7 separate regions of the Mus musculus genome follow, and all the other regions are linked to region 2. A link is a contact called in public ChIA-PET, HiChIP or PLAC-seq and promoter capture Hi-C data. All regions are on one chromosome and are shown on one strand. Each heading gives the region's core, a stretch centred on a gene start, on an enhancer-like site or on the middle of the called end of the contact. The rest is flanking DNA. Distances are from core to core; before and after follow the strand shown.

The links. ChIA-PET counts read pairs in DNA pulled down with a chosen protein or histone mark. HiChIP or PLAC-seq counts read pairs in DNA pulled down with a chosen protein or histone mark. Capture Hi-C pulls out chosen DNA fragments and counts their contacts.
Region 1: a contact with region 2 is called in a promoter capture Hi-C map of adipose tissue, with 2.8 times the contacts expected there. The contact joins the promoter of Rasip1 here to the promoter of Akt1s1 in region 2. A contact is called at or near these places in 3 of 39 promoter capture datasets (cranial neural crest, liver and second pharyngeal arch cranial neural crest), 3 of 115 datasets of contacts at active chromatin or transcription factors (bone marrow-derived dendritic cells, memory CD8 T cells and pancreatic cancer cells) and 2 of 9 other capture datasets (adipose tissue and liver).
Region 3: a contact with region 2 is called in a FOXA1 HiChIP or PLAC-seq map of pancreatic cancer cells. The contact joins the promoter of Ntn5 here to the promoter of Akt1s1 in region 2. A contact is called at or near these places in 1 of 39 promoter capture datasets (liver), 2 of 115 datasets of contacts at active chromatin or transcription factors (bone marrow-derived macrophages and pancreatic cancer cells) and 1 of 9 other capture datasets (pancreatic islet).
Region 4: an RNA polymerase II ChIA-PET map of memory CD8 T cells shows a contact between it and region 2, with 65 read pairs. The contact joins the promoter of Ftl1 here to the promoter of Akt1s1 in region 2. A contact is called at or near these places in 7 of 39 promoter capture datasets (the C10 cell line, embryonic stem cells, erythroid cells and 3 more), 2 of 484 Hi-C or Micro-C datasets (CD8 T cells and pre-B cells), 3 of 115 datasets of contacts at active chromatin or transcription factors (double positive thymocytes, memory CD8 T cells and pancreatic cancer cells) and 3 of 9 other capture datasets (adipose tissue, liver and pancreatic islet).
Region 5: a contact with region 2 is called in a promoter capture Hi-C map of liver, with 2.7 times the contacts expected there. The contact joins the promoter of Bcat2 here to the promoter of Akt1s1 in region 2. A contact is called at or near these places in 6 of 39 promoter capture datasets (cranial neural crest, erythroid cells, hippocampal neurons and 2 more), 5 of 115 datasets of contacts at active chromatin or transcription factors (astrocytes, bone marrow-derived macrophages, memory CD8 T cells and 2 more) and 2 of 9 other capture datasets (adipose tissue and liver).
Region 6: a promoter capture Hi-C map of pancreatic islet shows a contact between it and region 2, with 28 times the contacts expected there. The contact joins the promoter of 2410002F23Rik here to the promoter of Akt1s1 in region 2. A contact is called at or near these places in 2 of 115 datasets of contacts at active chromatin or transcription factors (extraembryonic endoderm stem cells and memory CD8 T cells) and 1 of 9 other capture datasets (pancreatic islet).
Region 7: an RNA polymerase II ChIA-PET map of memory CD8 T cells shows a contact between it and region 2, with 45 read pairs. The contact joins the promoter of Ppp1r15a here to the promoter of Akt1s1 in region 2. A contact is called at or near these places in 5 of 39 promoter capture datasets (the C10 cell line, erythroid cells, liver and 1 more), 1 of 484 Hi-C or Micro-C datasets (embryonic stem cells), 1 of 115 datasets of contacts at active chromatin or transcription factors (memory CD8 T cells) and 3 of 9 other capture datasets (adipose tissue, liver and pancreatic islet).

What each region holds. Positions count from the first base shown.
Region 1 is chr7:45,626,050-45,629,751 of GRCm38.p6, reverse strand. It overlaps Rasip1 (Ras interacting protein 1), which reads right to left and starts at 2,215. Exons shown (of 12, transcript NM_028544.1): 1 at 2,162-2,215; 2 at 1,846-1,986; 3 at 671-1,338. The coding sequence starts at 1,982. Izumo1 (izumo sperm-egg fusion 1) reads right to left here. Exons shown (of 10, transcript NM_001018013.1): 9 at 3,471-3,702; 10 at 2,510-2,724. The coding sequence ends at 2,544.
Region 2 is chr7:44,846,714-44,850,724 of GRCm38.p6, reverse strand. Akt1s1 (AKT1 substrate 1 (proline-rich)) reads right to left here and starts at 1,501. Exons shown (of 5, transcript NM_026270.4): 1 at 1,377-1,501. It overlaps Tbc1d17 (TBC1 domain family, member 17), which reads left to right and starts at 1,646. Exons shown (of 17, transcript NM_001042655.1): 1 at 1,646-1,876; 2 at 2,191-2,289; 3 at 2,384-2,455; 4 at 3,841-3,964. The coding sequence starts at 1,856. Mir707 (microRNA 707) reads right to left here and starts at 1,026; the gene lies at 954-1,026.
Region 3 is chr7:45,681,863-45,686,012 of GRCm38.p6, reverse strand. Ntn5 (netrin 5) reads right to left here and starts at 1,991. Exons shown (of 7, transcript NM_001358870.1): 1 at 1,515-1,991. The coding sequence starts at 1,548. It overlaps Sec1 (secretory blood group 1), which reads left to right. Exons shown (of 4, transcript NM_001271578.1): 2 at 658-747; 3 at 1,722-1,833. The coding sequence starts at 1,737.
Region 4 is chr7:45,457,625-45,461,728 of GRCm38.p6, reverse strand. It overlaps Ftl1 (ferritin light polypeptide 1), which reads left to right and starts at 1,843. Exons shown (of 4, transcript NM_010240.2): 1 at 1,843-2,199; 2 at 2,499-2,645; 3 at 3,069-3,194; 4 at 3,446-3,785. The coding sequence starts at 2,098. The coding sequence ends at 3,622. It overlaps Bax (BCL2-associated X protein), which reads left to right. Exons shown (of 6, transcript NM_007527.3): 6 at 1-34.
Region 5 is chr7:45,568,423-45,572,142 of GRCm38.p6, reverse strand. Bcat2 (branched chain aminotransferase 2, mitochondrial) reads right to left here and starts at 1,990. Exons shown (of 11, transcript NM_009737.3): 1 at 1,744-1,990. The coding sequence starts at 1,767. It overlaps 0610005C13Rik (RIKEN cDNA 0610005C13 gene), which reads left to right. Exons shown (of 5, transcript NR_038166.1): 4 at 951-1,157.
Region 6 is chr7:44,245,167-44,249,438 of GRCm38.p6, reverse strand. It overlaps 2410002F23Rik (RIKEN cDNA 2410002F23 gene), which reads right to left and starts at 2,717. Exons shown (of 6, transcript NM_025880.4): 1 at 2,616-2,717; 2 at 1,144-1,187. It overlaps LOC115486841 (a small nucleolar RNA gene), which reads right to left and starts at 1,349; the gene lies at 1,259-1,349.
Region 7 is chr7:45,524,366-45,528,219 of GRCm38.p6, reverse strand. Ppp1r15a (protein phosphatase 1, regulatory subunit 15A) reads left to right here and starts at 1,952. Exons shown (of 3, transcript NM_008654.2): 1 at 1,952-2,225; 2 at 2,829-3,854. The coding sequence starts at 2,838. It also overlaps a transcript of Plekha4 not described here.

The DNA.
Region 1 (3,702 bases), core at 966-3,465, 780 kb before region 2:
CAGTAATTGTCATTCTTTTGAGTGGTTATTGGTGTTTAGCCTGCATCTATATCTACGGGAAGATGTCAGATCCCCTAGTAGCGGAGTTAAGGACAGTTGTGAGTTGCCATGTGGGTGCTGGGAACTGAACCAGGGTCCTGTGAAAGAGCAAGCCAGCGCTCTTTACCGCTGAACCAACTCTCTAGCCCTCCCTATTCTCTATTAAGTATGTGCTATGCCATTTATATACGTTATTCCACTGAACCTTCACCTAGAACTCCAACCCTGTCTTGGTTAAAATAAAATAAGCTATACCACAAAGGTAAAGTAATAAAAGATATATCATGTAGGTTAACACCCCTTAACCATGCTACCTACTGCCCTTATCAGACCCGGCCTGTAAGTTCCGCCCCAGAATGGCACCACCAGTTTTGTCCTGCTGGCTCCGCTCCCCTCCAATTACACCCCACTCCAGCACATCCAGTCCAGAGTCTTCCCACTCTGTGTGCCCTGCCACCAGAACCTCCCAGAGCCCTCCCTCATCACCTCTCACCCAGGTCCCTGCCTTTTATCATGCAGGCCCCGCCTCCTCTCCCTGTAAGCCACGTCCCCATCACCTCCCGCCCAGGGTCCAGTCATCTTACTGCCCCCTAAGTCCCGCCCCAAGTCTCTGTGCCCTTCCCTGGCTGACCGTCTGCATCCGCAGCCCCGAAGGCCTCCTGCTCCAGCCGTCGAGCCTCCTCGCGGCCGCGCAGCTCAAAGCGCCGCGCCCAGCCCGGACGGGCGCGCCACAGGTCCTGCACCAGCAGAGGGCGCTCCGCGTCGGCCAACACCCGCAGGTGCTCGGCACGCCACTCGCCTCCGCCCACGCCGACCGCGGGCCGGCCCAGAGCGTCGCAAAGCGCGTAGGCGTCCACGCAGCCGCTGTCGCCCGCTCCGCGGCCGCCCGTCAGCCCGTAGCGCTCCAGCGCCTCCGCCACCAGCTCGCGCGCGGTGGATCGCTCCGTAGCCAGCACGCTCTTGTAGTTGGCGCCCGACGCCAGCCCAGAAGCGAAGATCTTGAGCACTCCCGGGGGCACCGCGGCACGCGTGGGCAACGGGGGCTCCGGAGCTACACCCGCCGCCAGTTCAGGCAGCTTCTTCTCGCTGGCCCAGCGCTGCGCGCCCCCAGGCGTGCCAGGACCCCCGGCGCCGCCGGCCCCTGAGCCCCGAAACAGCTGCGAGATGCGCTTGGCTCGGCTGCCCGACGCTCCCCCCGCCGCCTTCACCGCACCTACGCGCCGCAGCTCCACGTGCGGCGGCGGCGGCGGCGGCGGCAGGGGCTCGCTGCTTCGGCTCCCCGTGTCGGAGGACGAGGACCTGAGGAGAAAGAAGTGGGCAGAGAGGACACAGAAGAGAGAATCAGAGACAGAGACACAGAGAGAGACAGAGACACAGAGAGACACCCAGAGATAGTGCCCAGAAAGAGGGGCCAAAGACACAGAGAAACCGAGAAAGGGGGAGGGACAGAAACTCAAGAGTCAGAGACAAAGAACCAAAGAAAAGGGACAAAGGGATGGGAGCAGAAAACCAAGATGGTGGTGTGCGGTGGGAAGAATGGAGATAAGAGAGATAGGTAATAAAATTAATAAAGATATGACCCTTGGTAAGAAATAGGTGAACAGAGAGAGGGGATGTGTACTGCGTTCCATCCCAGTGCCCACTTCTTCTCTCCCTGTGCCTCGACGTCACTGTGTTCCACTGTCACCCCCCAGCTCGCTTGTCTATTTAGGACAGGAACCACTGCCCACTTTTGTAGGGTCGCTGGCATGACCCAGTGATAAACAGGGACAAATGGCAGGCATACCATAGAGGTTGACCACTTACTTGACAGAGGCAGCGCTGGGCCAGCGCCGCCCCAGTTTGGCGAGCTGTTTCCTTGGGGAATTGATCCACAGGCCCACTGGAAGATGGAGCTTCCCGAAGCGGGGGCTTCCGCCCTCCTTTCGTTCACCAGATAGCATGGCCCTAAGGGAAGAGGGGAAGGCCCCAAGTCCTAAGGCCACAGTCGGGTGGGGTGGGGTAGAGTGGGGAGCTACGGAAGAGAGAATCAGTTCTGGTTCCTGAATCCCAGGGAGTAAGAGGGGCAAAGAAATGAGCTCCTAGGTCCCAGGATGGGTGGAGTCACTGTTGTGGCTCTTACCCTGCTTCGGGTCCCGTAGCACCCGGAGGCCCTGGTGCTGTTGGCCTCCGTTAAGTCCCAGTCCCTCTGTAAAGTGTTTTCCTCTGCCCAAGCTCCCAGCACTGGGTGGGGGACAGGAAAAGGCAAGAGGAAACCCGGCAGGAAGAGCGGGGAGGGGGCGTCCTGTGAGGAGACCAGGCCTGGGGGAGGAGATGAGGCAGGGCTGGCCCTGGCCTGCGCCTTGATTCTGGGCCCACCACTCACTCATGGGCCACCTAGAAAGGGAGGTCCCATGTTCCAGCTACAACTCCCTCAGATGGCGGGGGAGGGCACATCCAGATCTCCTCTCTTGGAGCCAGAAGTCAGAACCAGTCCCCAAAAGTAAGTCAAATACAAATCTTTATTAGTTTTCTGTTGCCTCGCTCTTATCTCCAGAGTAGTCAGAGTTAAAATCTGCCTGAGAGGCCTTCTTCAATCCCATCTGTTGGGACAAACTCTGATCTGACTTGGATCCTGACGCGGTGGGTTTGACTTCGTCACTTGCATTCTTCAATTTAGCGCTGACTTTCCTAAAGTGAAGTACCCTGGGGCAGGACATAGGTGCACAGAACCACATTAGGTCACAGGTTGAGTGAAGTACACACTTTCCTGAACCGCCCCCCCCCAAGCCTAACTTAACAGTTTATATAAGCCTTGTCCTCCTAAGTGAGCCCCAAAGGAAAGTGCCCAGTAGCTTCCTGTCCTGTTGCCAGCACTGGATTGTAGGATGCCCTCCCTCCACCCAGGCCCGACCCACTCCAAATCACTTCCCTCCACAAGGCCGTTTCCTTTCCATCCATCCATCCGTCCATCCAAGCCCTTGTCTGCACCCTTCTATAAAATCTCTCCATAGCCAAGACTACACTCCTCCATCAAGCCACTCCCCTCCACCAAGCCCCTCCTCTCCGCCAGCTCCCTTCCTTCCATCAAGCCTGCCTCTGTCTTCAAGCCCCCCTCTTACCCAGACCCCCAAGTCCTCTATCAAGACATGCTCCGGCCCATTGGACACACAAACTTTATATGCCCCAGTACAGGGGAATGCCAGGGCCAAAAAGGGGGAGGGGGTGGGTAGGGGAGTGGGGGTGGGTGGGTATGGGGGACTTTTGGTATAGCATTGGAAATGTAAATGAGCTAAATACCTAATAAAAAAATGGAAAAAAAAAAGACATGCTCCTTTCAAAGCTTGTCTCATTCCTGCTTTTCCTCCACTGCACCTGCGTCTCTTCCCTTCACCCAAGTCCACTTTATCTAAGGCCCACCCTCCCTTTAAATTTCCTGGTGAACAGCTCACGAGATAATGATGCTGGCCACAAGAACCACAAAGCCAAGGGTCAACAGTATTAAGAGGCGAGTTTTCATTTTTTTCTCTGGATTTTGAGCGACTGTAGGTATGAGCTCCGGGTACAACTCTGGGTGCAGCTCCGGGTACAGCTCCGACTCTGGCTCCTGCCCCGGTGGTGTCTGTGGAGTCACGTGGACAGGAGTCTCGTGCTCCTCTTGGGTTATGATGTTCGGTGGTTGGT
Region 2 (4,011 bases), core at 252-2,751:
TTCGTGAGGGCAAAGAGTGGCAAGTCTCAGCCTCTTTGCACGAGATCTCGGGGGCAGCCACAGCAGCAGTGTCACCGAGTGAATGACTTGTGAAGGCGGCTGGAATGAGGGCAACTTACTCCAACCTCCTAGGCCTATGGCCTCCTATGAGGCAAGACTCTGGGGCAAACCAGGAAGGGGGAGCTGTCCAGCGGGAAGGTGCAGGCCTCCCAGGACAGTTGTGAAGAGAGATAGAAAAGAAAACGGCCGCAGCACGGGACACGGTGCGGGACGTCCAAGAAGGATCCTACCACCGAAGTGAGGCCGCCGACCAGGGCTACACCACGCCCGCAGCCCAGAGAGGCCCCTGCTCTAGGAACACAACAGGAAATCCCGCCCCCGGTGGGGATCGGGACCGGAAGTCCCGCCCGGGGCGCCCCCTCACCCACCCGCGACCCCCAGCACACACAGCCGTATGGACATGGTTCACCGCCAGCGTGAGGGTTCCAGCCCGTCGGCACCCCCGCAGTGAAGCTCGTCTACACTTCGTCGCGAGTCAGACACATGGGGTTGAGCGTGAGCTCTTTCAGCAGTCGGCCAGGAGTCGCAGGACGATCACTGCCCCCCTGACCTATGCAGTCCATACCCTTCCCACGGGGGCTCGCCCTCCCACTGCCCCTCAACCTCAGGAAGGCCAGACCCTCCCCAAACCCCAGCTCACAACGCCGCCTCCACTCACGTGCCCGTAGCCAGCATGGCCGGCCAGGCGCCGTCGCCGCCCTCAAAAGGCATGGCGGCTTCTTGCGTCATTTCCGTGTGGCTGCCCCTCCTCCATTGTGTACACTCCCCCTCCCTTATCCTGCATGCCTCAAATCAAAATAGCAACTAGAAGCTCCGTCGGCAAGCCGTGGGCAAGAGCGACAGCAAGGGTGCCCACGGATGGAAAATACGGCAAAAGACTTTTGCTACTGTTTCGAATTGCCCGCAACAACTATGACCGCATGCCCATGCTCACACAAGCGTAGGCAAGCGGCATGACTGCATGCCCATGCTCACACGCAAGCGGCATGACGTCCCTCGTTCGTATTCAACGTCTGCTCCCGTCCCGACGTGGCAGTTAGTATGGCTTCATATGCCTATAAAGCATATGGACACTTCCTTCCGTCCACACTAGACCCCCTCCTCTAGGCCCTCGCTCGTTCCCTTTAACACAAAGCTGGCAAAGATTCAATATGGCAGCGTTTCTTGCTTCGGTTTGCCCAGTTTCAAGATGGTGGTGCAGTCCTCTTTCCACGGTGACTCAGAAATTTGGGGCAGCTTCGTTTCCAGGAGCACTGACGGCTTCACCCTTTATCCCGAGCCCCTCAGCGCCTCTGGTGCCATACCGCTTCTCTCACCTTTTCCTCTCTCCGTTTCGCTTTTCCAGCACCCCGCCGTCGTGCCCCGCAAAGAGATGGTAGTGCCCCGCATTAACATGGCTTCCACCAAGCCGCTCTGGTTTGTCCTCGAGAAAAACGGCACAGTATTGGCTTCGATGCCAGTATAAAATATGGAGAGGGCCAAGGAGGCGTTCCCGAGCGATCACGAGTTGGGCTGCGAGCATGGGTCCTCCTACTTGTTTACTTCGTGGCGAGAGTGGCGCAGTGCGCCTGCGCCGTCCCGCTGACCCTTGCCAACTTTGCGTTCTACACCTCGTGACCTATGTCTTCGAGTTTCTACTACCCTGTTCAAACAGATGGTCTCACCCACTGCAGCCTTAACAACCTCGGGGACGCTACCACTATCTAGCCTGGAAGGGAGCGTTATTTTTCCGGATATGACACCAAGTTGACCCGGAAAAGGAGGAGATAGGGGCAGTGGAACCTCCGCGGCGGCAATGGAAGGATCCAGCTACAGGGTAAGACTTTGGAAATCATTCCCTCGCTCATCTACAGGAGACGCCCCCCACTGATGGTCCGCTTCCACCTTCTGCTGTGCAGGGATTAGGCCGAGTCAACTTAGCAAGCACCAGCTTCTAGTTACGATGCTGTTGTCACTCTCCGCAGTCCTTAGGGAGAGCCTCCCTTAGCCCCGCCCCCTGGAAAACGCACGCCCATCTGGGGTGCGAGGCGGGACTGTAGACTCGCCACGCCCCATCTCCGCTTGTCAGTCAGGGGCTCTAGACCCCGCCCCTGGGGAAAACGCCTCCCTTAGACCCTTGGCTTTCACTAGGTGGTGTTTGAAAAGGGAGGCGTGTACCTGCACACCAGCGCCCGGAAACACCAGGATCCAGACTCGCTCATCGCCGGCGTCATACGAGTGGTGGAAAAGGTGGGCCGGGATGGAGGTGACATGTGTGGGAACTTCGAATTGAGGGATGAGGGGCATTCGGGTGACTCTACTAAGTCCTCCCCATGTCCCTCAGGACAGCGACGTCTTTCTGCACTGGGCTCCGGTGGAGGAGGCTGGAGACCCAACCCAGATTCTCTTCAAGAAGGTAGGCGACTCGCTCCTCTTCCCCACTCTAGTGGAAGGCAGGGAGTACTCGGGAACCTGTGAGCCTGTTTGCTTTCTGAAATGACCTAATGCCATATCCTTTTGGCTCCTTAGGGGACCCTGCTGGGTTCAGACTTCTCAAGGGGTGTGGCCTAGTTTTGGTCTGAGGCAGCTTTCTTTCCTCTCTGTTTGCTTTACGTTTATTTATTACATTTATTTATTGTGTGTGTGCATTCACATGCCACGGTGTGGGTGTGTGGAGGTCAGAGGATAACCTGTGGTAGCAGGTTCTCTCCTTCCACCGAGTGGGCTCCAGGGTTGAACCCAGGTTGCCGGTTTTGGCAGCAAGTCCAGAACCCTCTCACTAAGCGCAAAGATTTAGATTGTGTGGGGTGTGGAGGGGGTGTGAATGTGTGAGCATGTGTGTGCACTACCTGTGAGTGCATGCAGAAGACAGCACTGCAGACACATGCTGGAGCTTTGGATGGTATGTGGGGACTGGGATCTGAACTCTGGTCTCTGGGACTGTACAGTAAGCCTTGCTAACTACTACACTATCTTTCTGGCCATAGATGACTTATTTGCTTATTTGTGTGTGTTCTACTCGGAGGGGTCATTCATTTCTCCTTGTGGGTTCTCTGGACTGAACTTAGGCCATCTGTCTTACCCATTGAGCCTATGTCTGGCCCTGCTCAACAGTATCCCCTGTCTGTCCATCATCAGTGCCCCCTGTAGACTCACAGCTAGTTACAATGACAATGGCTACCACTTGAAGCTCTTTATTCAGTTACAGTGAAAAGTCAGAAGGACACAGAGGAATCTTGACAAGAACACAGAAAGGGCTGAGAGCAGGGGTGTGAGTCTGTTCTTTTCTTTTTTCTTTCTTTTTTTTAATAAAGGGTTATTTTTTCTTTCTTTTTTTTAATAAAGGGTTATTTTTTTTAAAGATTTATTTATTATATTTATATGAGTACACTGTCACTGTCTTCAGACACACCAGAATAGGGCTTTAGATGCCCATTACAGATGGTTGTGAGCCACCATGTGGTTGCTAGAAACTGAACTCAGGACCTCTGGAAGAGCAGTCAGTGCTCTTAACCGCTGGGCCATCTCTCCAGCCCTGAGCCTGTCCTTTCTCATTGAAGTCAGGACTGACTGTTGGTCTTGTGACTGCAGGTGGTCTCTGTGCACTTACCTGTGTAGCAGCTGTCTCCTGACTCCATAAGCGTAGGGTTGTAGCCTGGCTTTCTGCCAGCCACCATGAAGCTGTCTCCCTCCCGCCTCATTCCCTCCTTGTCCTGCAGCTCGCTTTCCCACTGGGCTCTCAGGCTGCAGGCTGGAAACCCTGAGACCGCAGGTCCTCATTCTGTTATTTCTTCTTCCCAGGACCCGAGTCGGGGTGAGCCCAGCACCTCAGAGGAGGAACCTACCTTTGACCCAGGCTATGAACCTGACTGGGCTGTCATTAGCACGGTGCGGCCACAGCCCCACCTGGCAGAGCCCAGGAAAGGTAGGTGGAACTGTTCCATGGTGGTCTAGGGGACCACATTTTTGCCC
Region 3 (4,150 bases), core at 742-3,241, 830 kb before region 2:
AACGCAAGCAAAATTGAGAATTTTGCCTGAACTAATCCAGAGCTTAACACCCCAAAGTTATCCATCAGTGTCGAGGGGTAGAGGCCCTGGGGAGAGGGTGAGGGGAGATGAGGAGCCAGCAGGACCGACAGATGTGAAAACCTAGGAGAGCGAGTCACGGAAGAGATGGAGGAGCCTGGCCGAGAGAGGAAGCCCACAGAGAAGAGATGGAAGAGCCTGGCCGAGAGAGGAAGCCCACAGAGAAGAGATGGAGGAGCCTGGCCGAGAGAGGAAGCCCACAGAGAAGAGGAGCAGAGTCCAGCACAGACCCGGGGAAAGCCGGAGGCTAGACAGGGCAGGGCAGAGGACCGGGTGTCCGGCTGGGTAGTTGGATGGCATGAAGCTAGAGGCTCTGGGGCTGGGAGGGAAGAGCAGGTAGGCTCAGAGACAGGCATGAAAGCCCAGGGGAGGCTCGAGAGGGAGAGGAGAGCTACTACTGCCTGGCAGAAAATCAGAAGAAGAGGCCTTGGCCCACGTGGGTCAGAGTGGAAGCCTTTCCCACATGGGGTTCTAACCTTGTTCTCCACACCCAGGGCACGGAAGGCGGATTATTGCCAAAAAACCCTGGCCTCTCTGCCACCCACTCCAGCCCTCCACCCTTAACCCTTTCCCCTCCAGGTGTGTAGCCAGAGAAGAGTGCTGAGGGAAGGTGGTGCTGAAGGAGCTGGAAACCAACAAAGCCTTGGAGTTAGAGAGCAGACCCCTCAGGTACTGGGAAGGCAGAGCCTGGCCTTCCTTTAGGGCTCAGGGTGTTGGGGCCCTGCACTTACTTTTCTGGGACTTGCTGGGAGGTGGCCCCACTTGCTACCCCAAATCTCAGACCTGGACCCAAATCCCTCCACACTCCACAAGCACTCAGCCCCCGAGCAGATGGGGGCCAGTGCTGGGGGTAGATGATATGGGAGGAAAAAAAGCAGGAGGTGGCATAAGGTGTGTGCCCGATGCCAAGGCACTTAGAAACCAGAAATCCAGAGCCTAAGGAGTGCTAGGAGCCAGAGGACTAAGGCTTTCAGCTTCCCCCACATAGGACTGGGGATCTTGGGACTTTCCTGAGCCCCCTGCATGTACCCTTACCTCCAGACATCAGAGCCCTGTGCTCCACTGACATTTCCCAGGCAGGGTGCCTCCCTTGCCCAGTCCATAGACTCCCTGCCCCCGGGAGTCTGAGCCATTATGCACCCATAGCCTCCCCCACCCCAGCCCCTCATGTAAACACGTTTCTTGCTAGGTAATTTCAAGGTCCCACCTTCCGGCTCTCAACACCGTGAAGTACCAGGCTGTGAGTTCTCTGTGTTCTTGGGGTTAGGCAGAAACTAGCCCTTGCCCGTTTGGGCCTACAGCATTCCTACCTCTCAGTGGCAGGCCCATCCAAATTCCCTGGGCCAGTGGGATCCATAAGGGACTCTGCCTGCCTGCCCCTCTTCAGCATGCACCTCCTACCTGGCTATTAGGGCCCAGCCATTGGTCAAACCTGCCTGGAGAAGAAAAGAGTGTCCTGTAGTCGGTCATCCCCACACTCTTCTGTAGGAGAAGCACTTGGAGGGCTCTCGGGAGGAGTGAGAGTGGCTGTTCTCAGGCCCAGGCTAGTGGGGGTTCTGGGCGGGAGCTGAAAGCAGAGCCCGCAGAATCCAACACTACCGCCCACCCAAACCCTAGCCAACAGCAGCCACGCTTTCCCACAGGGACCCTTGCCAGCCATGCCACCCGAGACTGCGTGGGACAGGAGCACTGTCGCCCCCAGCAGGCTTGAAGCTTGGTGGCCCCAAACAAGCCGGCCTAGAAGGATCCAAGCAGGTAGGGGTATGACTACAGCTTGGGGTTCTGGGATTGGGGTCCTGGCCTGTTCCCACTTGCCCCAGCACCTCTGGAGTTTAGCTTGCCAGCCCCTGCTTTTGGCCGACCCCAAGCCAGCCAGCCCCTCCCCATCCTGCATCCTCCTGCCCCAAGTGCGTTAACTCGGTGTTAAGGTCAGTTGCTTTCAAGCTCTAAAATTCCCAGCCTCAGATCAGCTGTAGGGGAAACCAGAGGCCAGTGCTACCTGCAAGGAGGGCAGCGGAGAAGACTTTCAGCCTGGCTGAACTTGGGGAGGAAAAGAAGGTAGCAAAAGCCAAAGGCAGCTCCCCCCTCCCCCCAGCCACTGGTGGATAAAGGCCCCAGGGCTTTTAGCCTGAAACACTTCCACAACTTGTTGTGTCTGAACATTTGAGTGTTGTGGTTTCTCTCTGAGCAAGATGAGAATATGTGTGGTTTGTTCCTGAGCACCCACCCCATTCATAGCTACTGTCTTGCCAGTGTGCAGAACTGGCCCAGGACAAGACTCAGGGACCTGGTGCCCTGGGAGTAAGAGATCCCTCTGTACTGCCGGGTGACCCTTGAGGCTGGGATCTTAGAGGAGCAGGGACAAGGACAAATGAGAGCTACAAGACCCACAGATGCAGGAGGACTAAGCTTTAAGAGAAGGCTCAGGCCAACGGATCCCACATCTGAGACCCATGTCCCCAGCAAGGGCTGTGTGAGCCATAGGGTGACACGTGGGACTTGTGGGTCCAGCAAGTCCTCCCCGGTTTGCCCCAGCCTTGGCACTGTCAGGCCACCTTCTAGACAGAAAGACGGGAAGCTGGTCTGTTCTGTAGACAATTGCGAATGGCTCGCTGTGGAGCAGGACAGATGGCTGTCAGACATCCAGAGAAGGTCTGGGTCTGCTGCAGGATCCTGCCTGCCTAGCGTGGTAAGTCCCTACGCTGTCTCCAGAGGGAGTTCTCCTCCTCACTTTGCTCTGGGTGCCTGAGCTGGCTGGGGGACCCCCAGAAAGCATCAGCTGTGGGGAAGCCAAGCCCACCCAGGAAGTGGCTGGTCCTTAATTCAGAGGTGCTATGGAGCTCCCCAAGTATCGAGACCCTAACCCTCACAGGGTCAAGCCTCGGGAGAGCTCAGGCCTGTTTGCTCTCCACAGTAGAGGGTCTCTGTCTGCAGCCTCAGGCAAAGGAGGTGGGTAGCACAGCCTCTCCACTGAGTCTTCCAGGCCTTGCTGTGGAACAGCCTCCAGAGGGCGCTCTCGGCATAGCCGGATGAAGGCTGGGCGTCACCTCAAGATGGCAGCAACAGAGCACTTCCCAAAGCTGCTGCCTTTACCAGGAAGTGTTCCGAGATCCACTCCCTCTCCCAAAGCCATCTTGAGCCCTTTCTCTTCTCTGCCCAGGTTCTCTGGCCCAGCTCTGCTCCCTGGTGCTCTGGCTGGGCTGGGCGATCCACTTCGAGTTGGCTAGAGAGCCAGGAGAAAGAAAATGACTGCAATGAGAAAAGAAGGAGCTGGGGTGGGGGAGGATGGGTTTGCTTTGCGGGCAAGTGAGGCAGTGTAGTGCTGGCGAGCATTGTATTTCTGTGAGACTTGGTGTGTGTGCTGTGCTGTGTCCTGTGGTCAGAGCTGCCTGACCTTTCTGGGAACCCAAGTTAAACTCCAAGAATGTTCTGACTTCCAGAAATGGTTAATAATAAAGTAAGGCCCTGGGATACAGGAGCTGAGGGGGCCTGCCTAATACTGAGGCTTGGACAGAGAATAAGCAGGAGAGAGCAGATATCAGTATGGTGCAGCAGACACCTGAAGACTTTGTGGGGCCCTGAGAGAGCTGGAGTCTGGATACATAAAGAGAGGAAGCGGTTGTTTGCCTTATCCTTAGGGTGGTGCGTTAGTCTTTTTTCTGCTGCTGTGATAAACATCAGGACCAAAAGCAACCTAGGGAGGAAAGGGTTTGTTTCAGTCTGAAGTTTACAGTCCATCATAAATGGAAGTCAGAACAGGAGTTCACGGCAGGAATTTGGAGGCAGGGACTGAAGCGAAGACCATGGAGCAGTGCTGTTTAGTGGTTTGCTGTCTGTGGTTTGCTCTTCTATAACCTAGGGTCACCTGCCCAGAGGTGACACTGCCCATGGTGAGGTTGGACCTCCCATAATAATTAATCAGGAAAATGCCCCCATAACTCCCCTACAGGCTATCTGATGAAGGTGTTTTCTCAGTCAGAAAGGTCCCTGGTAACTTATGTCATGTTGATGAGAAAAGCTACCCAGCATAGATGAGTTGTGCATATCAGAGTCCACACAAGCCCAGCAGTGC
Region 4 (4,104 bases), core at 594-3,093, 610 kb before region 2:
GCGCCAATAAACCTCAGGTCCACTTTGGATTGTATGGTCCCTTGTCCGCCCAGCTGCCATCCCAAGCACAGGCGCCAGGCCCACCTGGTATCCCTGAGGCTCCAATCAGGGACCCGCTCCATAAAGAGTACACACCGCAGCTGCAGAGCTGTCTTCAGCCCTGGGGACAGGAGCCTGGAATTCCAGAGATCCTGCAGATTCTGAAAGGACAAGATGGAGGGAGGGAGGGAGGGAGGGAGGGAGGGAGGGAGGGAGGGAGGGAGGGAGGGAGGGAGGGAGGAGGCCACCGGAACTGGAGCAGACTCCTAGATGCTGGATTACCAGAGGTGCCAGAAGGGAAGAGGAAGCCATTTTAAGGGGACTTGGTCTTTTGTTCCACCCTCAATCCCCCAGTCTGAGATTCTGCCACTCAAATTTGTGTACCTCTCTCCTTTCCTTGTCCCCTGTGGCTTCCGGGTTTTATCTTTTTCCACCTTTACAGCCTTGTCCAGGCCTGTCGGGTTGAAGGCCAGAGGTCAGGTTCTGGAGCACTGTGGTTAATGAGTAACTCTGACCCCCAAATCAACAGACCACCGCAGACGTCAAGTCAGGAGAAAGATACGTGTAGGCTAGCCACTCCAGAGCCGTACAGCTGCCTGACCACACAGGGAAAACAGACCACAAGCCCCTTAGCCGGGGGACTTCTGGCTGTCAGCCCGGGTGTGGCCTGCCGCCCGCCCCACTGCCTAGCTGAGCTCAGCGTGACTCAGCAGAACTGGCCTTGCTACCCCTTCCACTAAGGGCCTCAGCAGCACATTCTTCCTGCTCCGCGTGGCTCCCTTGACCCATCTTACTGTTTCTTCCTTTAGCCCCTTTTCATGATTGGGCTCGTTTCCCTTTGCTCTCTTCCCAGGCTTCTGAGATTAGACCCTGGTATGAGCCCGTCCTGTCCTCAAAAGTCCAGTTGGGCCTTGCATGCCCCAACTGTTCTGCGTAAGACTGACTGTCTGTTTCTGGGTCCTGAGTTCTTGCTCTCCCTAACTCTCGGGCCTTTTGATTCCAAAAGAGCAACCTGCAAGGAGGCTTCTGGACCAAACTCCAGGAAGGAGCCCAGCAATTCTCCAAGCGCCATCATGCGTGTCTGTTTCTAGAAAGACAGGTTCACTGACACAGACCCAGACAGACAGGCTGACCAGAACTCCAAAGTCCTGTCTGGGCCTCCACATGTCACCTTCCAGAGCACCCGAGGGAGGTGCACACACGGTAACCCAAGGCTCTCTGCCCACTCCAAGCCCTCAAAGGGCTTCACGACCTCCTGGGTTACAGAAAACAGAAAAACAAGCAAACAATCTTAGTTCCTATGGTGAACCTAAAACCCTATACTTCTGGGCATCCCTTCCATTCCCTCAAGGAGATCTCTAGAATCTTTGGAATACCAGACTTCCTCATGACGTGACATATCCCTTCATTGTGTGCAATTGGACATATGGAGGTTCCCTTTGCATTTACAGACATTACCCCACACTCAGCCCATCCCCAGATCCATGTTCTCAGGCCCCAAAATTCTCTTTTGTGAGACACCCAGAAAAGGACCTCGAAGTCATCCCCTCCCCAGGGTCTCAGTGACCCGGAGCCCAGAACCCTGCGACCCCTCCAGGTTGCGCCTCCGGATCCGGACCACCGCCCCTCCCCCAAGCCTCCATTTCACAAGGCCTCGCGCTCCAGTCCCGTGACTTCATCTCATGGGACTGGGTGGGTGGGGAGCGAGGTTCCCCTCAGCTCCGGATTGGTCAAGTATACTTTTCCGTCTCCGCCTCACGCCACCGCCGATTGGTTAGTCTCGGGCCTGGGGCACCCCTCCCTCCGGAGGGTCAACATGCTATAAAAGGAGCGCTCCTTGCCCGGGACTTAGAGCAGCGCCTTGGAGGTCCCGTGGATCTGTGTCTTGCTTCAACAGTGTTTGAACGGAACAGACCCGGGGATTCCCACTGTACTCGCTTCCAGCCGCCTTTACAAGTCTCTCCAGTCGCAGCCTCCGGGACCATCTCCTCGCTGCCTTCAGCTCCTAGGACCAGTCTGCACCGTCTCTTCGCGGTTAGCTCCTACTCCGGATCAGCCATGACCTCTCAGATTCGTCAGAATTATTCCACCGAGGTGGAAGCTGCCGTGAACCGCCTGGTCAACTTGCACCTGCGGGCCTCCTACACCTACCTCTCTCTGGTGAGCAGCTCGGGGTTGCCTTCTGAACGGGGGGGGGGGGGGGGGGTCCATCACACCCACCCTCCTGCGCATGCGCGGGCCTTCTTTGTTCCATGCAGGGCAGAGACTGTGCTCCGACCTCTCCCTCTCCCTGCGCGCTGTGTACATAGTAGTTTTGTCTGACTGGAACTCGCTGGGCAGACCGGGCTGCCCTCGAAATCTCACACGTACTGCCTCTACCTCTTGAGTGTTGCGATTGAAGTTTACAGTGTGAGCCGAGCCACCGCGTTCCGTTAACTCGTATTTGTAACCTCCCGCAGGGCTTCTTTTTTGATCGGGATGACGTGGCTCTGGAGGGCGTAGGCCACTTCTTCCGCGAATTGGCCGAGGAGAAGCGCGAGGGCGCGGAGCGTCTCCTCGAGTTTCAGAACGATCGCGGGGGCCGTGCACTCTTCCAGGATGTGCAGGTAAGAAGCGGGGGTATTGGGCACTACCGAGCATGTGCGTTTACTTGCCATCCCCATAGTTTGGGCATCCGGATAGACGTCTTGGAAGGGAGTGGTGGCAGGACTAGTGTAGACAATAGGAGTATGTAGAGCAACTAAACCCACCAGGATGTCAGAAACTGGAAAATGGGGGTAATTACAGAATACAGATGAGGACTGCTGGGCTGGGGAGAGGCGGTGTCTCTCTAGCTAGCATGGAAATCACAATGTAGACCAGGTTGCCTCCTATCAAGAGATCCTCCTGTCTTCTCGCCCAGTCTCTCAGTGGTGGGATTAAAGACAGTATCCCATTATTTTTCCCCACTGTGCCCACTTTTCCTGTGCAGTCAGTTTTATATTGGCTGGGTGAAGGATGTAATCTAGGCTTGATATTCTTGTGTGCAGAAGCCATCTCAAGATGAATGGGGTAAAACCCAGGAGGCCATGGAAGCTGCCTTGGCCATGGAGAAGAACCTGAATCAGGCCCTCTTGGATCTGCATGCCCTGGGTTCTGCCCGCGCGGACCCTCATGTAAGTACCTTGCTAATCATTTCTTCCCTTCTCTGACAAAACCTAGACTGTTGTGTGTTGGCTTTCAGCTCCCAATAATTTAATCCTCCTGCCTCCCGAGTGCAGATTGCAGAAGCACCACACACAGTACTGAGGACACACCTACCTACCTACCTACCTGCCCTTGAGGGCAGGATTTTTTTTTTTTAAAGCTTCCTGCTCACACCTGTCTCTTAGAACTCGGTGTCTGATGTCTCTTCCTTCCTTTACAGCTCTGTGACTTCCTGGAAAGCCACTATCTGGATAAGGAGGTGAAACTCATCAAGAAGATGGGCAACCATCTGACCAACCTCCGCAGGGTGGCGGGGCCACAACCAGCGCAGACTGGCGCGCCCCAGGGGTCTCTGGGCGAGTATCTCTTTGAGCGCCTCACTCTCAAGCACGACTAGGAGGCCTCTGTACCTTCCAAGGGGCTCCCCCCTCTGCTCTGCACCAGCCCGCCCTGGGACCTCCACCTGAATGAACCTCTCAAGCCACTAGGCAGCTTTGTAACCGCCCTGGAGCCTCTGTCAAGTCTTGGACCAAGTAAAAATAAAGCTTTTTGAGACAGCAGCTGGTGTTTTTTCTATATATGTGGGAGGGGTGCACGAGAAAGAAGAGGTTGGCTGTATGTACTCCTGTTTTTTGTGGGAACCCACATGTGATAACTTACAGCGATCTCTGTGTGGTAGTATCTGCCTTTTCATGTGGCAAATCCAGGTCGTAGGAGTCTGTAGCCTGTAGCAGTTTGCCAGTCCTTGGTTTATGTTACTGTGCAGGGAAGTGAAAAGGCTTAAACATCCAAGTTCAGAAATGAGTTAAACATACAAGTAGAAGGCCAGGAGGTGAGCAAGCTGAGCCCTGGGTGCTGGCTGAGCGAGGGTGGGGAGCC
Region 5 (3,720 bases), core at 741-3,240, 720 kb before region 2:
AGATGGGGGTTGGGGGTGGGGGCTACAGGAAGTAGAAAAGAGTGGAAGCAGAGTTCAGAGATTAAAGGGGAGGGTGCTGGGCAGGGTTCCCTGTGGTTTGCCCATGCTCCTTTCACATCCCAGCAGCCCAGAACTGAAACACAGTATCCATCAAAGATCAGGTGTTCTTGCCAAAGCTCCACTCTCACGCCAAAAGTAAGCAAAATAATTATCATAGTAAGGTGTTGTCCTGTCTCAGATAACTGTCCCTACACCATGCTATCTCCTCACATAGCCCCAGGCTGTCCTCATCATAGGACAGACTCTCCATCAGATTTGTAGAAGTCCAAGGCTCAGATACAACCAGTCACCTCAGGACAGTCCCTTATAGAGCAACATAGTGTCCTAACACAGCTCAGGGCTGTTTCCTGACCCCATCCCAAACATGTTCCCCTCTACAGCCAGGGTTGTCCTTGGCCAGTTGAAGGGCTGTTTCTTTCAGACTCAGAGTATCCCAATGCCAGTCTAGGCTAGTCCCTGTAAGACAGTCCTTGCAAACCCCAGCCAGCAGGTTCCTCTATACTCCAAAATTTCACTTTGTGGACACTCACCACTAGATACTCATAGCTCTGAGCAGGCTCATGTTCAAAGTGTCTCCATTACAGGGTAAAACTGTCTTCAGAACCCAGTTCTGTCCCATTAGAATTAGAGATTGGTCCAGTATGGCAATGCTGTATCCATCCAAGGCCACCACACAGTCAGAGCCTAGATTCTTGTCCCCGTCATATCCCAAGACCATCTGCATAGAACATTTCTGTCTGTCACTAAGAACTGGGGGACTTAAAGGTTTGTTCAGGAATTCGCCAGCCTGGAGCGAGAACTTCTGATAAGCAGGTGGGAGCTAACAGCAAACGCTTTCCCCCAAGGTTATGGCCAGCTGTTTCCACACTTATTTATCACGTTCTCTTAAGATCACAGACTCTCAAGCTCAGCAGTGGTGGCCCAGGACTTTAATTCTAGGACTCAGAAGGCAGAGGCGGGCAGAGTTCGAGGCCAACCTGGTGGTCTACAGAGCAACGGGACAGCTGGGAGTATGCAGTGAAACCCTACCTCGAAAAGACAAACAAACAAACGAAATATCATAGATTCTCCATCTATGACACCGCTTGACACCATCGGTAAGCACTGACTGAAGTCTTCTGGTCTGGAGGATCTTTTATCATTTTGACAGACAGAAACTTGACTGGGATTACAAAACCAGGTACAGAGAGCCTCAGACACTGCACACATCGACATGTGCTTTTTGTTCCAAGAAATAAGATCTTGGGTTCAATTCCCACCCAAGACCCTGCGCCAAGCCATACACTAAGTCCCAAGAGGTCCTGGGCCCCTTGTCTAAAGGAACCCAAGAGCAACTGGTCCTTAACACACACAGGCTGCATGCCCCAGCCACAACTTCCCCGCATCCACCCCACCCTGTACTTCTCCCATTATAGTCCTCCTCCATGGCTCCCCACGTCCGAGCTCCCGGTTCAGGCACCTCTCGCGCCCCACTCCTGTCTACCCATTCTGCCGCCCGCCCGTTATAGCCCCGTCTTTCTTCCCAAGGGGGGGTCCATCCGCCTCCGTGCTGGGCAGCGGAACCCGAGGCACAGAGGAATGACGCCAAGCCGGAAAGGCTGCGCGCCAGTGGTCCACCCGGAAGTGCGCCCCCCCCGCATCAGGTCCCCCAGAGCCCCCAGCGCCGGCCGGCCACGCACCCACCTGTCCTAGTGTGGCTGCAGCCATGATCCGGTGTGTGCGGCTGGTGACTGTGCCCGCCTGGGGCGCGGCCTGGTGAAAGGCATTCGGGCCCCGCCCTGCTCACGCCCCCTCCCGCAGATGGCTGCTGTGTCGAGCCTCACTTCTGCCAGGCCGTCCTTAGTTCTGGGACCACAGGGACCCAGGCTCTGCTGTGAAGATCCTGCGCGGGAACGGTCCCGACCTGCCGCACTCTCTCCCTCCTCGCCTCCACCCTACCCTGCTCTACCACAGCCACACTCACTCCCAGCTAGGCATTTACTTTGGCTTTTGTTTGGCATCTGAGTATGGAATCCGTGGGCTCGTGAATGTTTGGGAAGCGCTCTAACCCCTGGGAACAGATCCAGACCTCTAAATTTTGTATATGTCGCCGAGCATGGTGGCACACGTCTTAAGCTCAGCGTTTGGGAGACAGGTGGAAGGATCTCTGTGAGTCCAAAACCATTCTGAGCCACCTAATTAGTTCCAAGCCAGCCAGGGCTATCTGGTAAGACCCTGCCTTAAAACACTGCCTCCCAGCACTCGAGGCAGAGGCAGGAGGATTTCTGAGTTCGAGGCCAGCCTGGTCTACAAAGTGAGTTCCAGGACAGCCAGGGCTACACAGAGAAACCCTGTCTCGAAAAACAAACAAACAAAAAAAAGAGGTTGGAAAGAGGGCGCAACAGTTAAAAGTACTGGGCTGCTCTTAGAGAGGACCGGGCTTGGTTCCTAGCACCCACATAGCTCATAAGTGCCTGTAACTCCAGTTCCAAGGGATTCTGTGCCCTCTTCCGAGTTCCACAGGCACCGGCATGCACATGATACACTAACATATGTGCAGGCAATACACATACACAAAAAGTTTAAAACATTTTTTCTTTCTTCTATCTATCTATCTATCTATCTATCTATCTAGAGACAGTGTTTCTCTGTGTAGCCCAGGTTGTCCTAGAACTAGCTCGGTAAGTAAACCAGGTTGTCCTCAGACTTACAGAGATCCTCCTGCCTCTGCCTCCAAAGCTGAAATTAAAGGTGTGCCACCACTGCTTGCTATAAAACGCTTTTCTAAAAATAAAGCAAGAACAACAATGCACATTCACAGGAACTATCATCAGTGGCAAAGCGGGCCAGACGGCTTTGATAAAAAGGAACAGCGCAGCCGGGTGTGGTGGCGCATGCCTTTAATCCTAGCACTTGGGAGGCAGAGGCAGGTGAATTTTGAGTTCGAGGCCAACTCTGTCTACAGAGTGAGTTCCAGGCCAGCCAGGGCTACACAGAGAAACCCTGTCTCAAAAAACCAAAAAAAAAAAAAAAAAAGAAACAGTTCACTGTAAATGCCAGTGGATCAGAGAAAGTGTACTTTAAGCCAGGCCTAGCTGAGGCAGGAGGTTTGTTGCAAATAAAAAAGCACCCTAAGTGAGAAAGCTAAACTCTTGTCTCAAATGAGACAAAAAGAAATAGGACTTTGGAGAAAGATGATGGCTAGAAGCTAAGACGCCTCACTCTGCACAAGGAGATAACATGTTCATTGTAATTCTGAGATAAGTGCTTGAGTACACACACAGAGGGGGGTGTGTATGTGTTCTCAGGTCCATGGTTCATTGTGCCTCCTTCAAGTTTCCTAAGAAGCTCAAAAAAATTTCATACTTCAAATCATTACAGGACCTCACATCAGCCTACAGCTTCAAACCACACCCCTTCATCCTTAGCTCTCCACCTTTAAGGCTTCAGAGGTAGTTAGACAATCGGTGCCAGAACACACACACACACACACACACACACAAGAAGCTTCTGCTGAGTCTCTATAATTCTGCAGAATGTTCTCAGGCTCTACAGCCACAACTGCTCCCAAATCCCAACACCGGATCACTGTTCTTTAAACTGCCCAGGGCACAGTAACCAAACCACACCACACACGCTCCCCCGCAGACATTGCTCACCCCGCCCCCACCTCCCACTCTC
Region 6 (4,272 bases), core at 1,468-3,967, 600 kb after region 2:
CAAATGAGACAGAGACTGGTCTTGGTCTCATGGCTCAGCCCTAGGACTGTTTGGAATTTCCAGGGTATAGTGAACATGTCCCTAAGTGGCTTCCACCCTTCTTCCAGACCTGTTTCCCCCTAAACCAACTCTTCAACTTGCCTGAGTTTGAGGTTAGCACCTCTGTTCCACCCTGCAACTTGGGGGAAGTAATGACTTTGCATTCTGCAAAGAAATGACACCTGCCTAAGACCCTGGTGAGATGTAGTGAACTCATTTGCTTCAAATACTGGCCCTCTTCTCCTCTACCCTACAGTCTTGTTATATAGCACAGGCTGGCCTTGGACCCTATAGTTGTTGGTTGATTAAATCCAAATTATAGAAAGTAACTCCTCTCCAGCTCTCTGTACCTTTTCAGTTCACATCTTTGCCCAGTCCAGAGACTCCGTGTGTTCAGTGCTATGCAGAGTGCTTTGTTATTAGCCCAAGCCCAGTATGGTCAGATAGAAAACATCTTAAGGTCAACAGCAGAGCCATTGTTTTCCCTGTTCCCAACACCTAAGAAACAAGGAGATATTCTCCTAGAGCTGAGAACGTGTTCTTTTTTAGATAACACACATGCCTGTCTTCTGATAAATCTTGTTATTTTAATAATAGAACCTATGTAAATTCAAGGTTCTTTAAAAAATAAAAAGTATCTTTTTTTTGGGGGGTACAAATTATTTGCTAGGCCCTAAACGATGCTCAAAGCTACATTGTCTTCAGTCCACAAATCCAGTGGGCAGGCGCTAATGCCGATATTTTGTTCTCTACTGAGTTTGAAAATTTGGTCCTTTCTGTACCTTACCCAGTCCTTACCCTTAGAAGACAGAAAATACTGCCACCCTCTCTATGTAACTGCAGAGGACTTAGGTGCCTGCCCTTGATGTGTCTGTTCCATTCAGCACCCAGGTTTATTGAGGTGGTTTACTGACTGGTATGGAGTTATGAACAGCAGGTCTGGGATCTTTACCTACACCTGACTGATCCCATTTAAGTTAAGAGTTTTAATATGTAATACCCTATAATTGCGGGTTCATTAAATCCAACTTATAGAGAGTAACTGAAAAGGAAGGTACACTATTTATTTTAGGTGTGGACAGATTAAAAAGTAAAGGCTCTTACCACAGTAAGATGATGATGGATGGCTACGTGGCTTCAAGATACACCTGTAATACCGAAAGGACTTGGTGAGGGTTATGTGTGGGGCCAGCCCACAGGTACAGAACATCAAATTTAGAGGTCCTCAGATCTCCAGGTGTCAAAGGTCCTGGAGGGGCACTGTGTCCTCAAGGGTGTTTGGAGCCCAGTGCTAAACATCACAGGAGCCTCAGGCCTTCTGCAATGTCAAGGCTACTTGCCTTCAGGGATGGTGGCCAAGCTAACACAATAGAAAAGATTGACAAACACAAAATCCACTAGAGGCTCCAAGTTCCCCAGTCCAGTAGGTCCATAGAGATTCCCTATGGACATGATGTTCTGTCTTGGTTCGTAACCTTGAAAAACACAACCTGCAAAGACACACATCCTTCTGAGGAGCCTGGTGGGAGAACTATGGGGGTTCTACAGAGCAAAATGCAAACAAGCAAAACCCTGCTGAGATTTTATATATATAATATAGGCTTATATACATATATATATTTATATAAATAAATAAATAAATAAATGGAAGGCCCAGTGACTTACTCAGCGAGATTTGAACCACCCTGTGAAAGCTGTCTGGGAGATGATTTAGCAAGGAACACAAAGAGAACAGTAGGATTCCCAAGAGGAAAGAGTTTAATCAAGTGTGATAATGGCACTGACCAGTAAGTAGGCAGAAAAAGATTGGTTTACAGGCAAAGGTGTGGTTAAAATATTTTGGGAGAAATATGTAATTTACTTGAGTAGCTGAACCGAAAATGCTTGTACCATCAGGCCCTACAAGACCATCCTGTAGCCATTGTATTAGTATTCTTGCAGGTGAACAAAGGCCTGGCTCCCTTCCTCCTCGTCTACTCCTACCTGCTGCTCCGAAGCAATCCAGTCCTCCACGTGCACTCACTTCCGCCTTGGTAACTCCGTATCGTGTATCTGCCCCTACACCCCATCCTCCTCCAGCCCTCATGTGTTCTAGGTTGCACAAAATTGCCAAAATCCCACACGGGGGAGGGGCAGTGGTAGAGATTTCCTACGGAGAGAACCTGCAGGTAGCACGGGGCTGTCACTGGGAGGAAAGATTCTATGTCACACACCCCCCTCCCTGTCGCCTAAAAAAAAAAAAAAAACCGGGAAGATGGCGGACAAGACCCGCGACGTGAGCAGCAGAAATGGCGTAGCCCGGCTAAGGCAAGACAAAGGAAGGCCTGGCCCGGCATCCCAAGCTCCACAAACCTGGCGAAAGGCATTGTCCCGAAAGTACCCGCATCCGCCCCTTCGAGAGAAACCCTGGTTCCAGCCCGAGCACGCCCGCGGCCCCAAGCAGCGCCCTTGAGCCCGTCCGCGCGACAGGTACACCCGTGACCAGGCCACGGACACCTCGGGACACGTGCTTCCCAGGGTGCAAAGCAGCACCACCGACTGGAAGGTACCGAGGCCAACACCGTGGAAAAACTCACCGGGACAGACCTCACCTCACACGCGATCGCCACAGGCGCGCGCCACCGCCGCGTGTCCCCATTTATAGCGCGCGCTGCCCGTCAGCCCCACCCATCGCGCTCGCAAGGCCCCGCCTCCAGCGGCTCTTGGGCCCCGCCCTGAGGTAGCCCACACTTACGCCTGAGCCGGGGATCCTGCTTTCACGGTGGCAGAAAGAATAAACGTCTGTTGCCCTTAGGACATTCCTGATCAGGTGATAAGGTACGTTGTTCCCAAAGAGGATGAAGAGAATGAAGAACATATCTGAAAGGTTCTTCCGTTACTTCCGTCAGGCAGCTCTTAGACAGCTCCCAAGGAGAGGGCGGGACGAGAAAGCCCCCCATGGGGTGGGGGTTTGGCCAGAACCGGAAATCCCCCGACTTGCCAGCGCGGCAGGCTAGCTCGTTTTTGCTGCAGAAGCTGGGGTCCGCTAAAAGGGCCCACCCGGCAGTAGTCGCAGCTGCGGCGCGGGAGGCAGGACCAGCACACACTGGCAGACTTTTAGGGAACCATGGGTGTGGTGTAGTTAGAGGGCTGGGTTCTGTGATGTGCGGGCCCGGAGCGGGGACGCTAGGGCGGAAAGGAGGGGAATTCCCTGTGCCAGAAAGAGGGCAGGTTGGGGTCTGGACCCCTGGGTGTGAGGGAGGGTGGGTGGTGTCTGGACCCTTGTGTATGAGGGCGTGAGGCTGGAGGGCTGCACTACTGGGTTTGAATCTGGAGGCTGAGATAAGGACTGCTGGGTCTGAGGAAGGAGGCGGAGGGCTGGAACCCCTAGGTCTTGGGGGATAAGGGTCAGGGTTCTGAATACTTGGATGAGCTCGAAGTGGGTCCTCAACCACAGAAGTCATAGAACATTTTTTTTTTAAAAGTCTGCACCTCATACCAGTTCTCTCTTTCTTCATTTTGCCCTCCAAATAGTCTATGTTACACTCTTCAAGCTCTAGATTCCTTAATGTGACCTGAGTATTCTTTGTTTAGCTGGCCCTCTGCTCATTAGGGCTCTTTCTCATTCCGCTGGGGAGACTGGCCTGGGAACCTAGTGGTCTGAAGTAAAGGGAAAGATTCTTCTCTTAGGTAAACGAGTTTCCATTATTGCTGCTGGCTCACACCAGAGGAAAGTCAATAGTTTGATGAGACAAGGCCTCTCTCTCTAGAACAGGCTGGCCTTGAGCTCAGAAAGCTCCCTGTCTGCTTCTGTGCTTGGCTCCCGTTACCACATTGATGGTTAATATGGTCAACTTCTCCAAATCTGGTATTACCTAGGAAAGAAGCCTTGGAGCATACCTTGTGGAGAGTTATCTAGGTTAGCTTAGCCGCTGACCATGCACAGGTTATCTTAGTTGGGTTAGTTGACCTGGGAAGGCACACCCACTATTGGGGAACCATGGGCTGCATAAATGGAGAAAGCTGAGCACCAGTGTAAATGTCCCTCTGACTGCAGATGCAGTGTGACCAGCAGCCTCCTCAAGCTCCTGCCTCCTTGACCCTCACCTTACCTCTCCATGTGATGAACTGCACTTTGAACTGTGAACCTGTCCCCTTACGTGGCGTTTATCAGGGTGTTTTATCATAGCAACAGAAAAATAAGACACCTTTCTCTTTCCCCATAGCATGGACCCCCTTACCTTCATCTATGGG
Region 7 (3,854 bases), core at 703-3,202, 680 kb before region 2:
AAAAAAAAAAAAAATAGACATAGAAGAAGGAGGGTCCATGAGGGCAGACCTCAGAAGAGGTTGATGCTCCTCTGTACACAGGAAGAGAATTGCCCAAGATTCTTACCCTGTGAGTCCCAGGACAGTGTGGACATACTGTAAGACCCTGTTCAAAACAGACAGACTGGGCAGGCATGGTGGTACATGCCTTTAATCTCAGCACTCAGAAGGAAGCAGCAGGTAGATTTCTGTGAGTTCCAGACCAGCCTAGCCTACAGAGTGAGTTTCAGGGCAGCCAGGGCTATACTGAAAATCCCTGTCTGAAAACAAGACAAAAAACAGACAGATCCACCAAAAACAACTAAAGGACCAGAAAGATGGGTCAGGGCTTAAGTGCTTGCTATTCTTTGCAGAGGACCCAAATTTAGTCCCCAGATTGCTCCATGTGGAGCTTCACAAACATCTTAACTCCAGTTCTACAAGATCAGATGCCATCTTCCGACCTCCTTGTACACCATACAGACATGATATATAATATACACACAGAGGAGAGGGGGAGAGGGAGAGAGAGAGAGAGAGAAAACACTCACATAAAGATTAAAAGAAGGGGGCTGGAGAGATGGCTCAGCGGTTAAGAACACTCACTGCTCTTCCAGAGGGCCTGAGTTCAATTCCCAGCAACCACATGGTGGCTCACAACCATCTGTAATGGGATCTGATGCCCTCTTCTGGTGTGTCTGAAGACAGCTACTGTGTACTCATGTACAGAAAATAAATAAAAAAATTTAAAAAAAAAAAAAAAAAAAAAAAAAAAAAGATTAAAAGAAAATCTTGGTTTTTGTCTTTTTTTTTTTTTTTTTTGCCTGTGAGGTGTGAGATAGCAGCCACTGTTCTGGCGGGGGGTGGGGGGGGTGTTGGTTTTTTGTTTTTGTTTTGTTTTTTCGAGACTGGGTTTTTCTGTATAGCCCTGGCTGTCCTGGAACTCACTTTGTAGATCAGGCTGGCCTCGAACTCAGAAATCCACCTGCCTCTGCCTCCTGAGTGCTGGGATCAAAGGCGTGCGCCACGCCTGGCTGTCACTGTTCTCTGAGCCATCTCACCAGCCTTTAATCCGGGAATCAGGAGGCCGAGGCAATCGGATCTCAGTGAGCTCTAGGCTAGCCTAGTCTACAAAGTTGTGTTCCAGGACAACCAGAAACTAGTCTTGGAAAAACAAACAAAGGCTGGAGAGATGGCTCAGTGGTTAAGAACACTGGCTGCTCTTCCAGAGGTCCTGTGTTCAATTCTCAGTAACCACAAGGTGGCTCACAACCATCTGTAATGGGATCTTATGACCTGTTCTAGCACGTAGGTAAACAAGCAGACAGACCACTCCTACATTTAAAAAAAATACATAAATAAAATTTAAAAACATTGGGTGTTTTGTCTTCTAATAAAAATCCATTGCTAACAGGGGAGTGGTGGCTGGGACCTTTAATCCCAACATTTAGAAGGTAGAGGCTGGTGGATCATTGAGTTTGAAGCCAGCCTGATCTACCAGCCTGATCAGCCACGGATACTCAGAAAAATCCTGTTTCGAACCCCCCCCACTCTCCAAAAAAAAAAAAAAAAAAAAAAAAAAGTCACTCTTGCTTGGAGAAAAAAGGTCGGAAGTCTTGGTGTACGCCCTTAATCCTAGCACTCTGGAGACAGTAGCAGGAGGATTACAGAGATGGAAACCAGTCCCAGCCTCTCAAATAAAGAAAATAAAAGGAAAGGGAAATGGCACGGTACGTGACTGCCAGATAAGGTTCGCGTACTTGCTCGGAAATTACGTGAGATCGACGGCTCTCTCGATTGAGCCTAGGGCACGCCTGAGAAGCTGCGGTGACCTCACAGAGCGCGGAGTCTCCGCGAGAAGTTCAGTGTTGTTTTCCTCTTTCCACCTTTCCCAGGGACTTCCGAGACCCCGCCTCTCCGGTGACGTCAGCACAGCGCCGCGTCAGGGTATAAAAGCCGCGTGGACGATGTTGGCGCAGATTGAGTCAGCTCTGAGTTTGTGGAAGATTACATGCGATATCCCGCGCGACCCCGCATCCCTTTGCCGGCCGGGACAGCCTTTGCTACAGCCTGTGAAACATTGCGTCCCCGAGCCCCACGCCTGAGGGCGACATGAACCCGCTGGCTTCGCGAGCAGTCCGGACCCACGATCGCTTTTGGCAACCAGAACCGGCGCTTCAGCCCCCGGGGTGACGTGCAGCCCGCCGGTGAGTGGGGGATGGGGCGGCCTTTGAGGGAGGACTCTCTGGCGAGGAGACTGGAGAGAGTTGTGGAATCTGAGGGGGCAAGCTGGAGGGCGATTCCAGGTTTGGGGAAAAGGCACAGAAGCCCAGATGGCTTATTTGGTCTGAGAGAGGAGAGCCCACGTCTACACTCTTCGTTTAAAGGGAAAGGGGCCGGGAGGCTCGACCGGCAATATCTGTATAGCGCCAAATAAAGGGAAGGACCCCAGGAGGAATAACCAGGGTCCGAGGGGTAGGCAGAGGGAGGTTTTAGGGGCATGAACACAAGCTTGAGGAACGAAAGGTCACTAAAAAGCCAGACTCTTACAGGTCTGAGAAGGGCTGGCCAGGAACTGTGACTGGGGCTAAGGGAAGGGTTTAAGAGTGTGGGCTCTTGGTTCTAAGGATGTAGAGCTTGGGTGTTGAGAGAGATTAACCAAGTGGCAGAGTTGGGTGTGAGCAATGTTATTTGGAATTCGAGGCAGGCATTCACGTGTTGCTGCTGTGACTATTTGTTACCATGACTCAGTGCTGTGACCCGAGACTGTTTCCCAGAGCGACTTCTAAACAAATTTCCCCCCTTTCTAGCCCAGACACATGGCCCCGAGCCCAAGACCCCAGCATGTCCTGCACTGGAGGGACGCCCACAACTTCTATCTCCTGTCCCCACTGATGGGCTTGCTCAGTCGGGCCTGGAGCCGCCTGAGGGGCCCAGAAGTCCCAGAGGCATGGCTGGCAAAAACAGTAACAGGAGCAGATCAGATAGAAGCTGCGGCTCTGCTGACACCTACCCCTGTCTCTGGTAACCTCCTCCCTCATGGGGAGACTGAAGAAAGTGGATCTCCTGAACAGAGTCAAGCAGCCCAGAGGCTCTGCCTTGTGGAAGCTGAAAGTTCCCCTCCTGAAACTTGGGGACTTTCAAATGTTGATGAGTACAATGCAAAGCCAGGACAAGATGACCTTAGAGAGAAGGAAATGGAACGCACAGCTGGCAAGGCCACACTACAGCCCGCTGGCCTGCAAGGGGCTGATAAGAGGCTTGGGGAGGTGGTGGCTAGAGAAGAGGGAGTGGCTGAGCCCGCTTATCCCACATCACAGCTGGAGGGTGGTCCAGCTGAGAATGAAGAGGATGGAGAAACAGTGAAGACTTACCAAGCTTCTGCTGCTTCCATAGCTCCGGGATACAAACCCAGCACCCCTGTGCCTTTCTTGGGGGAGGCAGAACATCAAGCCACGGAAGAAAAAGGAACAGAAAACAAGGCTGACCCCTCCAACTCTCCTTCTTCAGGCTCCCACTCCAGAGCCTGGGAGTACTACTCTAGAGAGAAGCCTAAGCAGGAGGGAGAAGCCAAGGTAGAGGCACACAGGGCAGGGCAGGGTCACCCTTGTCGGAATGCTGAGGCTGAGGAAGGAGGACCTGAGACAACTTTTGTCTGTACTGGAAATGCCTTCCTGAAGGCCTGGGTGTATCGCCCAGGAGAGGACACAGAGGAAGAAGACAACAGCGATTCGGATTCAGCTGAGGAAGACACAGCTCAGACCGGTGCCACCCCCCATACAAGTGCCTTCCTGAAGGCCTGGGTGTATCGCCCAGGAGAGGACACAGAGGAAGAA